Linked DNA regions of Mus musculus: regions 2, 3 and 4 are each linked to region 1. The links are chromatin contacts, called in public HiChIP or PLAC-seq, Micro-C and capture Hi-C maps. All regions are on one chromosome and are shown on one strand. The core of a region is the stretch at or near the end of the contact, and the rest is flanking DNA. Distances in the headings are between cores, read along the strand shown. Region 1 holds the start of Zfp217 (zinc finger protein 217). Region 2 holds the start of Mocs3 (molybdenum cofactor synthesis 3). Region 3 holds the start of Sall4 (spalt like transcription factor 4). Region 4 holds the start of 1700017J07Rik (RIKEN cDNA 1700017J07 gene).

The links. Hi-C and Micro-C count contacts between places; a contact is called where the count stands out from the background. HiChIP or PLAC-seq counts read pairs in DNA pulled down with a chosen protein or histone mark. Capture Hi-C pulls out chosen DNA fragments and counts their contacts.
Region 2: an H3K4me3 HiChIP or PLAC-seq map of pro-B cells shows a contact between it and region 1, with 8 times the contacts expected there. The contact joins the promoter of Mocs3 here to the promoter of Zfp217 in region 1. A contact is called at or near these places in 5 of 39 promoter capture datasets (3T3-L1-derived adipocytes, the C10 cell line, the HPC-7 cell line and 1 more) and 4 of 115 datasets of contacts at active chromatin or transcription factors (embryonic forebrain, large pre-B cells, pancreatic cancer cells and 1 more).
Region 3: a contact with region 1 is called in a Micro-C map of embryonic stem cells, with 4 times the contacts expected there. The contact joins the promoter of Sall4 here to the promoter of Zfp217 in region 1. A contact is called at or near these places in 1 of 39 promoter capture datasets (embryonic stem cells), 1 of 484 Hi-C or Micro-C datasets (embryonic stem cells) and 3 of 115 datasets of contacts at active chromatin or transcription factors (embryonic forebrain, embryonic midbrain and stem cell-derived neural progenitor cells).
Region 4: a contact with region 1 is called in a capture Hi-C map of embryonic stem cells, with 3 times the contacts expected there. The contact joins the promoter of 1700017J07Rik here to the promoter of Zfp217 in region 1. A contact is called at or near these places in 10 of 39 promoter capture datasets (the 3T3-L1 cell line, 3T3-L1-derived adipocytes, the C10 cell line and 5 more), 2 of 115 datasets of contacts at active chromatin or transcription factors (embryonic stem cells and extraembryonic endoderm stem cells) and 1 of 9 other capture datasets (embryonic stem cells).

What each region holds. Positions count from the first base shown.
Region 1 is chr2:170,129,546-170,132,924 of GRCm38.p6, forward strand. Zfp217 (zinc finger protein 217) reads right to left here and starts at 1,675. Exons shown (of 6, transcript NM_001033299.3): 1 at 1,503-1,675.
Region 2 is chr2:168,228,945-168,232,323 of GRCm38.p6, forward strand. Mocs3 (molybdenum cofactor synthesis 3) reads left to right here and starts at 1,678. Exons shown (of 1, transcript NM_001160330.1): 1 at 1,678-3,359. The coding sequence starts at 1,691. The coding sequence ends at 3,073. Dpm1 (dolichol-phosphate (beta-D) mannosyltransferase 1) reads right to left here and starts at 1,435. Exons shown (of 9, transcript NM_010072.4): 1 at 1,249-1,435. The coding sequence starts at 1,409. Gm20716 (predicted gene 20716) reads right to left here and starts at 1,435. Exons shown (of 12, transcript NR_132310.1): 1 at 1,249-1,435.
Region 3 is chr2:168,765,295-168,768,673 of GRCm38.p6, forward strand. Sall4 (spalt like transcription factor 4) reads right to left here and starts at 1,907. Exons shown (of 4, transcript NM_175303.4): 1 at 1,618-1,907. The coding sequence starts at 1,735. It overlaps Gm14261 (predicted gene 14261), which reads left to right and starts at 849. Exons shown (of 2, transcript NR_166178.1): 1 at 849-950; 2 at 1,488-2,816.
Region 4 is chr2:168,976,511-168,979,889 of GRCm38.p6, forward strand. 1700017J07Rik (RIKEN cDNA 1700017J07 gene) reads left to right here and starts at 1,759. Exons shown (of 2, transcript NR_040326.1): 1 at 1,759-2,050; 2 at 2,217-2,396.

The DNA of each region.
Region 1 (3,379 bases), core at 425-2,924:
TAACTGGAAAGCTGGCAGCATGGTGGAGGGACTCAATCAAATCAGGATTCAAAATTAAAACCAAAATAACCAGATAGCCTAAATATACCACCAGGCTCCACAGGTTTGAAAAAACAGTATCTAAAATAAATACGACTTCTCCAGCAGGAGGGGGAAAAGTCATCTACCAGTAAGGACACACCTTAAAAGTTCTCAGCACAGTAACTAAGCACCAACTAGTGGTCTGATAGATACACTCCCCAGACAGAAAGCAGTAAGGTTAGTTCTCTGCACTTGTCACTACAAAAAAAAAAAAAAAATTTTTTTTTTGAAACTAGACCTGTTACTAATCCTTCTCGAAACAAAAACTTAACATCTGATATCCAATTTGGTACCAAGGTGGTCGATTTACTCTGGGAAAAGTAGTCAAGAAGGCTGTGGACGTTTTTCTCTTACAAAGAGAGGTGAAAGGCCCCCTGAGGCCCCTACCTAGTTGCCAGGCATGGCCAGCAGCTGTGGCTACCCTGCCTCCTCTTTTGTTGGCCTTAATCTCATGTCAAGTTATTCAACCACCTCAAAAGGGATGAAGACATAATTGAATCAACCTGAACTAAATCAGACCTAGGCCTCTTAAAACATACAACTTAATGGCTCCAACCCATCCCAAACCAGGAAACTGGCCACGGGATCCTGGGGTACACATGGTGCCCTACAGCCCTGGACCCCAAGCTGGTGCCCCTTAATCAACGCATGCTCAGGAATGCCTGTTTCTCAGAGAAAGAAACTAAGGCTCACAGGACACAGCCCTTAAGGTTGGGAACGACCACCCCGAGCCCCCGACCCAAACAATAAAAAGTTTAAAAGTTTCTACTACTGTGTGAGTGCGGACCGGCCCCCACTGGGGGTCCCAGAAGTGGGCCCCCGGGACTTCGGCTCACTTCAGGAAGCAAACCTTTCGGGAAAAATCCCCGCCCGCTGTCCCCACCCCCACCCTCCCCGCCCAAGAATGCGCTTCCCGTGCGCCGAGGGTCTGAGGCGGGGGCGCCCTTCACTGCGCGCCCGCTCGCGTTGAGGCTAAACTGAGGCGCACGGGGCGGCGCCCTCGGATGTGCGGTGCCGCCTCCCGCCAACCCGCACGAACTTCCCACGGGAGTTTGCGGGACGTTCTAAGTTTGGGAGTGAAACCGAACACCTTCCTTGGTTGGCAGGACGCAGCTCCCGCAGGGGCCCGGACCCCCGACGGCCACGCCGCGCCGGGCAGGCCATTGTCTCGGCCGTCCCTCCCAGCCCCACGCGCGGCCGCAGCCGTGGGGACGCGGCCCCGGCGCCCCTTTACCTGCGGCCGTCCGGCTGCACCGCCCAGCCGCGGGGCTGAAGGAGCGGCAGAGGCGGCGCGGCCTTTGTGCGTCTGCCGCTAGCCCCGACGGCGCGGGGACCGGGACGGGGCCGCGCCATGCCCGCCTCCCACGGCCGCGGGCGCCGGGACCCCCACCCCCACAGAGGCTCCGGGGGGCCGGGCTCACCTCCGGCGCGGGGCGAGGGAGCGGCGCGGGCGCCCCCTACTCGTCCGCGCGGGGACAGTGCAGGCGCGGGGTCCCTGCGCGGGCGGGCGGGCGGCCGGCGTCCGGCGGGGGGACTGTTGGGGCAGAAAGTGCTCGCAGCAGCTGTTGCGCCCTCCCCCCCGGCCGCGCCGCCTGACGCCCCGCCCCCGGCCACGCCCCCTCTGTGACCGCGCGTGTGCGCAAGCGCGTCCCCGACCCGCCCACCGCTGCGGGCCACGCCCCCCTCGGACCCCCCGAGGCGCGAGCCCCGCGGAGCGGCGCGCGCACCCCACTCCCACCCCGTGGGCTCCCGCGCACGCGCGCCCCGCGCCGTGTCCCGCCATCCGGCCTAACGTGGCGCGCTCGCGCCCGGGCGGTTCCAGTGACAGGTATTCTGGGGATGGAGGGGGGGGCTGCAAACGCAGCACGCAGGCGCACAGCCAGTCCTCCCTCGCCGCCTCCCCCTCCCTTGCAAGGTGCGCCCCGGGAGGGGAGGGAAGAGGAGGGGAGGGGCCGGTTGCCCAACTCCCCGGTCGCCCAGAATCACGAACAACAACAATAATAATAATAAAAATTTAAAAATAAACCAACCTTGCCACTGGCTTCGGGAGCTCACAGGATAGCGGTGTTCTGAGGTGTTGTGAAGGTTAACACTTTCAGAGAGTCAATGTGAGGAAGGTCCGAGACCTAAAAAGAATAAATTTTCTCTTAAATTGTTATCTTCAAAAAGCCTTTTTATTTCTTCCTTAACACCCTGGGCTTGTGTTTCTATTATAGTTTCATATCTGAATTTGGACTTGGTACCTAATAAATCTTAGTTTGCAGAGAAATTCATTTGAGTGAAACTAGGCTTAAAAGTGTGCTCAAAAACAAAAACCACACACTTCTTTATGCCCATCTCACTTAAAGCGTTTCCCTTCTGTTTTGTTCCTGACTCGTATTAAAGATGAAAGAAGATAAGACAGGAAAAGGTTTGACTCCAAAGGCCTGGGACTGATGTCCCGTTTTAAGCAAGCCCCAGGGAGGAACTATGGCGGCCACAATCACATCCAATAATTTTTCTGCTCCAAAATGCAAATGAACTCAAATGTAAAATAGATTTATTGCTTAACACCGAACAGTCAACTTGTTTGTTTCTTTTTCAAGCTGGCCCTCGGTGTATCAAAAAGTGGGAAAACATCAAGAAAAGCATACATACCCATTTCCTAAATCAAAAAGAAGCGTGGGGGTTGGGGGGGAACGGGACAAAAAAGAACCGACCGGAACTGGTAAGCAACGCAGTCCTTAATAAATAGGAAGAAGAATTCAAGAAGACAGCTTAGCAAGGGGCAAGAACCTGCCTTGTAGAATGTTTTTGCTGTCATTTTACATAGAACTACCAACCCACATATGGTCTCGTTAGTCTTTTTTTTCAAAGGAAGTGAATCAATTACTTACTCACAATTAATTAGCATCGCTGGAAGTAGATCCTTAAGCCAGCCCTGATTCTCATCCAAGCCCAGAAGATATTGATCATTTTTAGTACTAGGGTTCCTTTTCTCACCACAGATTAATATCTTTCTCTAAAGTATTATATTTACCCTATAAATATCATAAACTATAATATTTATAAGGTTAAAGCCTTATAAATATTCACGATCAAAACGCAACAGCTCAGCAAGCATTCATAAGCAGAAGACTTCATTTAACTTTGACCCCCCCAAATTAAAAAAAAAAAAAAAAAACGAGGGAGGGGAGCTTTGCTATAAAACAAAGAAAACTATGACCAAGTAAAGTGGATAGAGGTTGAGCTTCAGTCCCCATGTTAATGGATAACCTTTGCACTCTGAAGCCTTGAATACTGTAAACACAATAGCTGA
Region 2 (3,379 bases), core at 428-2,927, 1.9 Mb before region 1:
ACCACACATCACAGGGCCACCATATAGAAACTGATTTTTATTCAGATGCAACCAAAACAGCAATCCTAAACCGGGTGGTGGTGGTGGTGGTGCACGCCTTTAATCTCAGCACCTGGAAGGCAGAGACCAGCATCTGAATTCCAGGCCAGTCAGGGCTACATAGTTTTGACCTTGCCTCAACCAATCAAACCATGCAGACTAAGGCTTTTACAAATCAGTACGGTAAGGTTGTGCTTTCTAGAAAGAGGAACTATGTACCAAGTATTTTGTTTTTCTGAGACAGAGGCTGCTAATATAGCCCTAGCTGCCCTCGGACTTGGTACAACTCGTTTGCAAACGTATCCCTTGTAGTGCATAGCTTGGGATCAAGTATTTTTTTCTTGCTATTAGAAAATATGGGCACAGCGTCCTCATTGTCGTTTGAGAAGCAAAAGCCAACCAACAAACAAAAAGCTCTGGAAACAATCTGTGTTCTTCTGACGCACTGTCTAAAACAGCGCACTGCTACGCCATCCTACTCCTGCAAAATCCCGTTCTGTAGGTTGACAGTAAAAGATCGCCCATGATCATCACAGCATGACACTCATCTGGCCGTAAAGTACTGACTCCGTCCTGCCACTGCCATCAGGAGGCATTTTATTTACTGTTTAGTTCGGAGACCTTTTTTTTTTTTTCTTAAATGCGTAACACTTTCACTATCAAAATTCTTGTTCCTAAGAGCTAGGGCTCTGCCTAACAAAGCGAAAGGCCCCGTGTTTTTCAAAACAACACACAAATAAGCCCGGGTTCCTAATCAAACTCGGCGAAGATGCTCGCTCCCTGCCAGCTCATCAGCAGTTCTCTGACAGCGCAAACAACAAGCTTACGTAAGCGCTCGGCCCCAAGGCGATGGGGAGAACGCTGGCTCGGGACTCCCGGCTCCGGCGGCGGATCCTGACCGCCCAGAGGTATGAGGTCATACCTCCTCGCCCCGAAGTCAAAAAGAAGTTAAGTTAGCCCTTTAGAGAGAACAGGCCGGGGACGCAGGCCAGCGCGATCTGTCAACAGATAGACACCGGACTCGCTAGAGACCTGAGCAGGAAGGAGAAAGACGCGGGGCTGTGCTCCTCGGTTCTCCCCGCTGGGGAAAGCCGCGAGCAGGCTCGGGAGGGAGCGGAGACCGGGCCTCCGGGGGTCTCCTCGCGCAGCCAACCGCCGACCTGCAGCCCGCGGCCGGCTCCCGGCCCCCGCGCGAGAAGCCCCTTCTACCTCTCGGAGAAGCTCTTCACCAGCAGCCACACGATGAGCGGCAGGTTCTCCCGTTCGTTGTAGGTGGGCAACAGCACCGAGTACTTGTCCTGTCGCGAGGAGCGGCCCTGCGGCGGCCGCGGAGACGCAGCAAGACTGCGACTCGCCCCCGTGGAAGCCATGACGGCTCTGCGAGAGGCGCCGGAAGCGGACTTACGTCATCCGACACGGGCCGTACCAAATCTCGGAGCATGGGGGAGGCTCGGCGCTCCGACGTCCCAGTGTGGTCCCCGGGAAACTTCCAGATATGGTGACCGTTTCAAGCCAATCGTGACGGCTTCCCCGGATAAAAACCCATTCGTTTCACTTTCAAGGGCCAGGAAGCGTCTTCGTTTTCCAGTCGCTAAGAGACAGGCAACCGGAAACGGAAGTCCCTTCCCGGCTCTTTCCGGAAGAGGCTGTCATGGCTGCCCCGGAGGACGTAGCTGCCTTACAGGCTGAAATCACCCGGCGGGAGGAAGAGCTAGCTTCGCTCAAGCGGAGGCTGGCCGCGGCCCTGACAGCCGAGCCGGAGCCCGAGCGTCCGCTCCGGGTCCCGCCGCCGCCGCTGGCGCCCCGGGCCGCGCTGTCGCGGGACGAGATCCTCCGCTACAGCCGCCAGCTACTGCTGCCGGAGCTGGGCGTGCGCGGGCAGCTGCGCCTGGCGGCGGCGGCGGTGCTCGTGGTGGGCTGCGGCGGGCTGGGCTGCCCGCTGGCGCAGTACCTGGCGGCGGCCGGCGTAGGCAGGCTGGGGCTGGTGGACCACGACGTGGTGGAGACGAGCAACCTGGCCCGCCAGGTCCTGCACGGGGAGGCGCAGGCCGGCGAGAGCAAGGCTCGCTCGGCGGCCGCGGCGCTGCGCCGTCTCAACTCGGCGGTGGAGTGCGTGGCGTACCCGCGCGCGCTCGCCGAGGACTGGGCGCTCGACCTGGTCCGCGGCTACGACGTGGTGGCAGACTGCTGCGACAACGTGCCCACGCGCTACCTGGTGAACGACGCGTGCGTGCTGGCCGGCCGGCCGCTAGTGTCGGCCAGCGCGCTGCGCTTCGAGGGCCAGATGACCGTCTACCACCACGACGGCGGGCCGTGCTACCGCTGCGTGTTCCCGCGGCCGCCCCCGCCGGAGACAGTGACCAACTGTGCAGACGGCGGCGTGCTCGGAGCGGTGCCCGGCGTGCTAGGCTGCGCGCAGGCCCTCGAGGTGCTCAAGATCGCCGCCGGCCTCGGCTCCTCCTACAGCGGCAGCATGCTGCTCTTCGACGGCCTCGGGGGCCACTTCCGCCGGATCCGGCTGCGGCGCCGCCGGCCTGACTGCGTCGTGTGCGGGCAGCAGCCCACCGTGACCCGCCTGCAGGACTACGAGGCCTTCTGCGGCTCCTCGGCCACCGACAAGTGCCGCGCCCTGAAGCTGCTGTGCCCCGAGGAGCGGATTTCTGTGACCGACTACAAGCGGCTTCTGGATTCCGGGGCGCCCCATGTGTTGCTGGACGTCCGGCCTCAAGTAGAGGTGGACATCTGTCGCCTGCCGCACTCTCTCCACATCCCTTTGAGTCAGTTGGAACGCAGGGATGCGGACAGCCTGAAACTCTTAGGGGCTGCCCTCCGGAAAGGGAAGCAGGAGTCGCAGGAAGGGGTTGCTCTCCCGGTGTATGTGATTTGCAAACTGGGAAACGACTCCCAGAAAGCTGTGAAGGTCCTGCAGTCCTTAACGGCAGTGCCGGAGTTAGACTCTTTAACTGTTCAGGACATCGTGGGGGGACTCATGGCCTGGGCCGCCAAAATTGATGGGACATTTCCACAGTACTGAGAGGACAGCATGTGATTCGTGTGGATGACGGTTGTGATACCTGAAGAATCTATTCGAGCTTTACAAAATAATGTAGGGAAGAGCCTGGATTCACGGTCTCCGAATAAATAAACGGAGACCTCCCCCCCCCCCCCCCCCAAGGAGCTTTTTGAGAAAAGAGGATAGCATTGCCTCTGAGAGCTACTTTTGGGCACTTGTGCAGCACCTTCAACATGTGACTTGGTACGACAGGATTTTTTGTTTCCCACCCGGTCAGATTAAACTGAGATTAAACAGTTAAGATGCAGCTTTTACAACTGAATTAAT
Region 3 (3,379 bases), core at 657-3,156, 1.4 Mb before region 1:
CCTCTCCATGCCGCCCACCCCCAGAGTCCCCACCACCAGCTAAATAGGAGAAAAAAACAAAACAAAAAACACTAGTATGCGCTCACCCCAAATGGAGGGGGAAGGGAGGTCATCGCAGGACCAGGGGAGGGGTCAGGGCCGAGAGCTCGCCCCTCCTCTCCAGAGGAAGCAGGCGGGCTGAGGGTTAACCCTTTTGTTCCAGGTGGACCAAGCGACCCAGCCTCTCCATGATCTGCACCCCCACCCCTAGCTCCCCGGGCCAAGGCACAAAGAGTCCATCCCAGCTGCCCGGCCCTATGATGTGGGATGCTCCAACGCCCCAAAACTCACATCCGCCCCCTCGAACAAGCAATGACCTTCCAGTTGCCCTGGGGGGCAGGGGGGGGGGATACAATGAGGTAGAAGGTCACTGAACTTTGATAAACTCGTTAAGTTTGGGAAAAGTAGGATCCCACTCCGGGGAAAACAGGAGCGCCCAAGCAGAGCGCGCAGAGTCCGCACACCGCCCACCATCCGCGGAGAGCTGGAATCGAGCGGGAGGCCCAGGGGGACTCCCTCCTCCCAACGTTCCCGGTTTCTTCGGCGACAGCACGGCGGGCAGGGACGAGGGGCTCGCCCGCAGCTCCCGGCCGCGCTGAGGTCCTGAACTCCGTGGAGGCTCAGGCCGGGTCAGCCGCAACCCGACCTCTCCCCTTTCACCTCCCGGGCGTGTGCTGAGCAGTGCCGCCCGGGGGATCCGTGCAAAAAAATAAATAAAGGAGCGGGGGTGCGCCCCAGAGGGGGTGACCATGCACCCGCTGCCCGGGCCCCGGCCCGCACCCTCCCGCTGGCCGCGGTTATTTTTAGATAGTCGGAAATCAAAGATGGCTGGAGGTCAGGCCCCGAAAGGTTAGGGCGAGGACCGGCAGCAGGCGCCGTAGCCCCCGGGAAAGGCGGAAAGAAAAAAAAAGGTAAACAAAATATCTAAAATTACAAAAAAATAAAAGTTCCCTTCCTCCGAAAGGGAACTAAGCCCAACAGCCTCCCCCGCCCTCTGCGCTGTGCGGGTGGCCCGTACCCCGGCCTGGGGGTGGGGAGAGGTCGCGCCCCCTCCCCCCACTCGGCCTGGGAGGGGCGCGTGCAACAGATCGCCCTCCTCGGGGGGTCCCCCAGAGGTGCGCCCCTCCCCCAGGGGCCCCCAAGAGGGTAGTAGAGAGGGTGGGGAGACTTGGGGGTCTCTTTCTTTTAAAAGCGGCGCCACTAGAGAGGGGGTGAAGGAAGCCCAAGTTACCGGCGTAGGTGGGTGCTTATGTATCCAAAGGAGGGAAACCAATTATGGGACTGTGGACGAGGAGAGAGAAGTTGGAGGGAGAGGCAGAATGTGGAATCAACTTTACAATAAGAGGGAGAAAACTAGGGGGATTTGCAAAGGGGTGGGCGGGTTGAGGCTCCCTCCGAGGTGGGGGATTGAGGCTCCCTCCCTCCGCATCTCTCCTTTCCTGGAACAGAGTCCGGAATCCCCATTCCAGAATCGGCTCCCGGAACCCGCGCCCTCGAGGGACGCGCGGCAGTGCTAGGAGCGCCCTCCCGGGACGCACGGACAGTCGGGCGCACGGACGTGGCCGCAGCCGCACTCACCGGGTTCCTCCGCCGCCAGCGCCTCGGCGAGGTCGGGGCTCGGTAGCTGCTGAGGCTGCTCGCCCTGGCCCTCCTCCCAGTTGATGTGCTGGGGCTTCGCCTGCTTGCGCCTCGACATGGTGCGCGCATTGGGGCGCCGGGAAGAGCCCTGGTGACTTGCCCCCTCTCCGCCACCAATTCCTGGAGTTGGGAAATTTTAGCCCCCTTCGGCCGAAACGCGCATGTCCCAGTAATTATTATTATCAATAATGCATTGCGATTTATCATGAGCTCTGACAGCTGATTGGCCTGGGTCCAAGACCTCAGAGATCATTTAAATAAGCCCTCATTGATCAGGGAGGGGAGAGGCATGCTGGGCCTTGTAGTCCGGCCCTACATGTGACAAAGGCGTGTTCATCTAGGAAGCATAGCTAATTAGCATCCGGGCTCAGATTGGCCGAGGCGTGGATCGACTTGGAGGTGGGGGGAATCATCCTTGCGGCCACTATCCGAATTCTGAGACGGAAAAAGGAAAATTGGTTTATTGAAAATCAGGGCTGGACATGAAAGTTCTAGAACCGATGTATCTCGGTTACGCGCTCCACAAAATTATTGTAGTAATTGGCGTAGTTGATAACTACCAGCTGAGAAAGGTCTTTCCGCTCACAGAAAAATAAGTCGGTTCAACTTTTCCCTCTAAAATCAAACCTGAACAAGAGACTCGAGTCCCTTTTCAATTTTCTTTTTACGGAAATGTTAAAACTGCGTTTTGAAGTGGCCGGTGGTACCTTCTGTCCATCCCACCTCCCCATCTTACCTAATTTCAAGCTCTTCCGAACCCACCAGGGTTTGCATCCTTAAAATGCTGAGTAATACTCGCGGGATTCATATTCACGAGCCAGGATTTGTTGTAAACTTCCTGGATTTTCGGAAGCACTTCTAAACCACTGTCTGCTAACTGTAGAAAGGGCAGATGAAAAGCAAACTTGCTAGAAAACAATTCCAGAATAGCAAGTGGTTGCAGATTCTATCCCTAAAGCTGTTCAGGGCTCCCAAAAGGTACGAGGGTGTTTGTACTTAACTGCTTTCTAGAACACTGCAATACAGAACTGACTTACAGAAAAGCCACTTCCTCCTGAAGTTGTGTGGTCCTGATTCGGGAATGCCTAGAATTTCCTAAAAGGGTGTGTATGGATATAAAAATTTATTTCTCAAATCTACCTAAGTTTAATTGGCTAACTTCCTTGCAACAGTGTCTGAGCTCAGTGTTGAAGAAGTTCAACTAACTGGCCAGCCCCCTCTGTGGCCTTCCCATGGGACCTGTGGACAGCTAGATCCTTATTTGACTTTGCCTTCATTATGAGAGACTGGGCAGACATCAGCCTCTCCTCCATCTTTCTGCTTTGCATTTTCTTGATTAGCTATTTGTCGTTTCCTGCTTCTGAGAGGCTGGTGAGGAAGGAAGCGGGAAACAGGAGCCTGACCTCATGAGCATGCTCACCTGTGCCTGTGGACAACCCAGAGCTGAATAAGTCAGCTGGACCACAGGTTTGATATGCGTAGCTAGCACTGAGCCCTTACAGAAATGCCTGCTTTCCAGTTCTGGTCTTTCTTCTGCAACGTAGCTTGAATTACTTCGAGCGCAACATCTAAAAGAAATAGGACAGCCCCTCCTGCCAGCCAGGGTGGCGGCGTGGTGGCCTTGGCGGGGAAGAATCTGTTTTCATGCTGCATAAAAGCACTTGAAGATTCTGATACCGAGTCAGAAGGCAAATTAACACCT
Region 4 (3,379 bases), core at 509-3,008, 1.2 Mb before region 1:
TGTGTTTGCGTGTGTGTGTGTGTGTGTGTGTGTGCGTGTGTGTGTGTTTGCATGTGTGTGTGTGTGTGTTTGCATGTGTGTGTGTGTGTGTGTGTGTGTGTGTACTGGCCAGAGGTCAACCTCAGGGGTTCTTTTGATAGTGTCCCATCTTGGTTTTTGAGACAGAGTTTCTTCCTAGACAGCGTTCACTGATCCATTAAGCTGGTCAGCCAGCAAGCCTTGGAGATCCTCCTGTCCCCACCTCCCCAGTGATGACATTATTAGCCCTGGTCACTGCACTTTGTTCTTTACATACATAGGTCTTGAGGCTCAGGCTCAGACCTTGTCCTTCCGTGGCGAGCATTTACCAAGTGATCTCTGCAGCTCCAAGGCTATTTATTTAGTTTTAGATTTATTTATGTGTATGATTTGCTTATGTGCATGCATGTGCATACCATGTGCACGCAGTACTCTGGGAGACCAGAAGAGAACATCCATCCCTTAGAACTGGAGTTACAGGAAGTTCTGAACTCCCCGTGGATGCTGGGAACTGAACCTGGGTCCTCTGAAAGAGTGACAAGTGCTCTTAACTGCTGAGCCACTTCTAAAGCCCCAAGGCTGAACATAAAAAAACCCATCTTTATTCATTTTTTGAACTTTTCATATATGTATATAGTATATTTTAATCATATTCATCCCACCCCCTCTAACTTCCTTCCCTCCCTCCTTCCCTCCCTCCCTCCCTCCCTCCCTCCCTCCCTCCCTCCCTCCCTCCCTTTCTTGCCCTCCTCCTTTGTGACTCAGTGTGGGGAATTGCAGGCTGGTCTCCAGTCGAGCTGAGGTTTGAACCCGATGGTCATAATTTACCTACATGACACGGTAGGCGTTCCCTCATGTTCTTGGAACTCCAGGCACTGCCTAAGGTACCACCTCCCACAGCCCCCACAAGAGAAGCATGGTCAGTAGTCATGTAAGCAATGTCCCAAGCTTCTGACCTTCAGGCTAAACTCCTCCCCAGTTACCTAGCAACAGTGAAGACCATAAAAAGGGGTGCTCAGCCCCCACCTCGCTCTCTTACTCCTTTGTCCTCTACCTCTCACTTCTCTCTCCTCTTCCCTTCTCTTTGTCCTCTCTTCTCTCCTTTCTCTTTCTCTCTGAGCCTCTCTCTCTCTCTGTCTCTGTCTCTCCCCTTCTCTCTTTCCCCTGCATTTCTATAATTAAGCTCTTAAACCATGGAGTGTCTCTGCCCTTCAAGTTCCTCTGCGCCCTCTGGTCAGTGTTGGGAACTTCTTCCCCCATTCCCTCTCTTCCACAACCCTGGTGGCTTTAGCAAATTAGCTGGGGGGGGGGGTGTCCCCAGGCAGGGCTGCCCCTTGGCCACCCCTTCAAGAGTGAGATAGAGGAATGCCCACCCAGGGATGAGTGGATAGGGTAGGTAGCAGCCCTCTCACACCTGACTGACCAGAGAATAGGGAAACTCTGCCGGGGCATTGGGCATATTTTTCCTTCCCTTCTTCCCCAGGGCCCCATTCTTTATTTTGTTCCCAACAACTGAGTCTAGTCAGTGCTGGCTGTAAGCGCATGATTGGGTATGGGGCCATTCACTAGGCATGCTCACCCTGGCACTGGCCACACCCTGAAGAAATCCATCTCAAGCTTTCTTAGCGCCCACCAACGCCAACCCCTCAGCGGGAGGCGGAGCCCCGTGAGCCCCTTCCTTCCGGTTCTGGAATGCTATTTAGGTCTTGTGACAGAAACCATGGTAACTGAGTTCCCTAGGGCACATGCAGTCCTGAGGCAGCATTTAGCAGTCTTACTCTACCTCCGGCTCCAAGGACGTTCTTTCCATTGCTTTGCTGCTGTGCTGTCTAAACCTTGGAGAGGGAAGCCTGGTGGAGCTGAGGTCACATTCAGGGCTGAACACTCAGGCACTGTCAGCAGTTTGGTAGCCGGCCTGTGAGTGACTTCTAAAAGCCACGCATTCACTACAAGTTCTGATTTCAACCCCATGGTACAGTTAGCCATAGACCTCACGTCCTCGGGAGACCTCACACCTCAGTAAGCAATTCAGGTTCGTAGGTTCTGGGGGCTGCAACTGTGGCTAAGTTATCTGCTGCTTTTCCTTATCTATTTTCTAAGTTTTAAATATACATGTATGATGTATGCACATGGTGTGTGTTGTACATTCCACGAATTTACCATGCTACTCAGCAAACAATGCTCAAATTCATCTACAGATGCTTTAGTTACCATGAGATCCTACTGCCCTCGTCGGATGCTCGATGCGCTTCCAGTTCAGAGCCAAGGATATAAAGGTCTGTGTCAGAATAATGGTGAATCTGCCAGAATGAGTGCAAGCCAAACACCCCATTTCTTGGTGCTACAACCCGAATAAAACATATTAGCCGTTCCCTCCAGATGGTTCTCTATAGCTTGTTACTATTATAATTTGATATGCTCATATCTATGTGTAAGAAATCTTGGTTACTTATAAAGTCAGTGTCTCACTATAGAACGGGGGTAATTTTATTATTGTTAACTACTACTGTTATGTGTGCATGCAATCCCATGTGTGTGAAAACAGGGATGTGGAAGGCAGGTGGTGACAAGTTTCGGGAATCAGTTCTTTTCGTCCACTGTGGAATCCGGGATTTGAACCAGGTCACCAGGTTTGAGCAGCAGGCATGTTTACCAGCTGAGCCATTTCTTTGGTTCGGGTGAGTAGTTTAAAAATACTGATGCACACCATAAACAAAGTAGGAAAAGTGCAGGTTCGAAGCAAGAGTTGCAGATGTAGCTCAGTTAGTAGAGTCCCTGAGTTCAGTTTTCCAGTATCACATAAGCCTGGTGTGATGTCACAGGCCTCTAATCCAAGTACCTGAGGTGTAGAGATAGGGGGATCAGGAGTTCAAAGTCATCTCCAGCTACACAGAGAGCTAGAGGGTAGCCTGGGCTACATGAGTCTCAAAAGGAAAAAAGGTTTGAGAGGTTTCCTAAAGCATCCCGGCACAAACATTTAAATGAATTTACTTCTTTTTATGTGTATGGGAATTTTGCCTGCAAGGGGCTGTCCACTACACTAATGCCTTCAGAGGCCAGAAGAGGGCTTCAAGTTCCCTGGAACTGAAGTTATGGATGGCTGTGAGCTGCCGCGTGGGTTCTGGGAATTGAATCTGGGTCTTCTGCAGGGACAACCAGTGCTCTTAACTGCGGAACCATTTCTCCAGCCCCAACACAAACATTTCAAATTAAAAATAAAGAAAAAAAAATAAAAATAAAGAATTGGGGGTTGGAGAGATGGCTCACTGATGAAGAGGGTGGACTGTTCTTTCTGAGGGTCTGAGCTTGGGTCTCAGTTCCTGTGACAGACAGCACACTGCGCCCTGTAACTTCAGCTCCA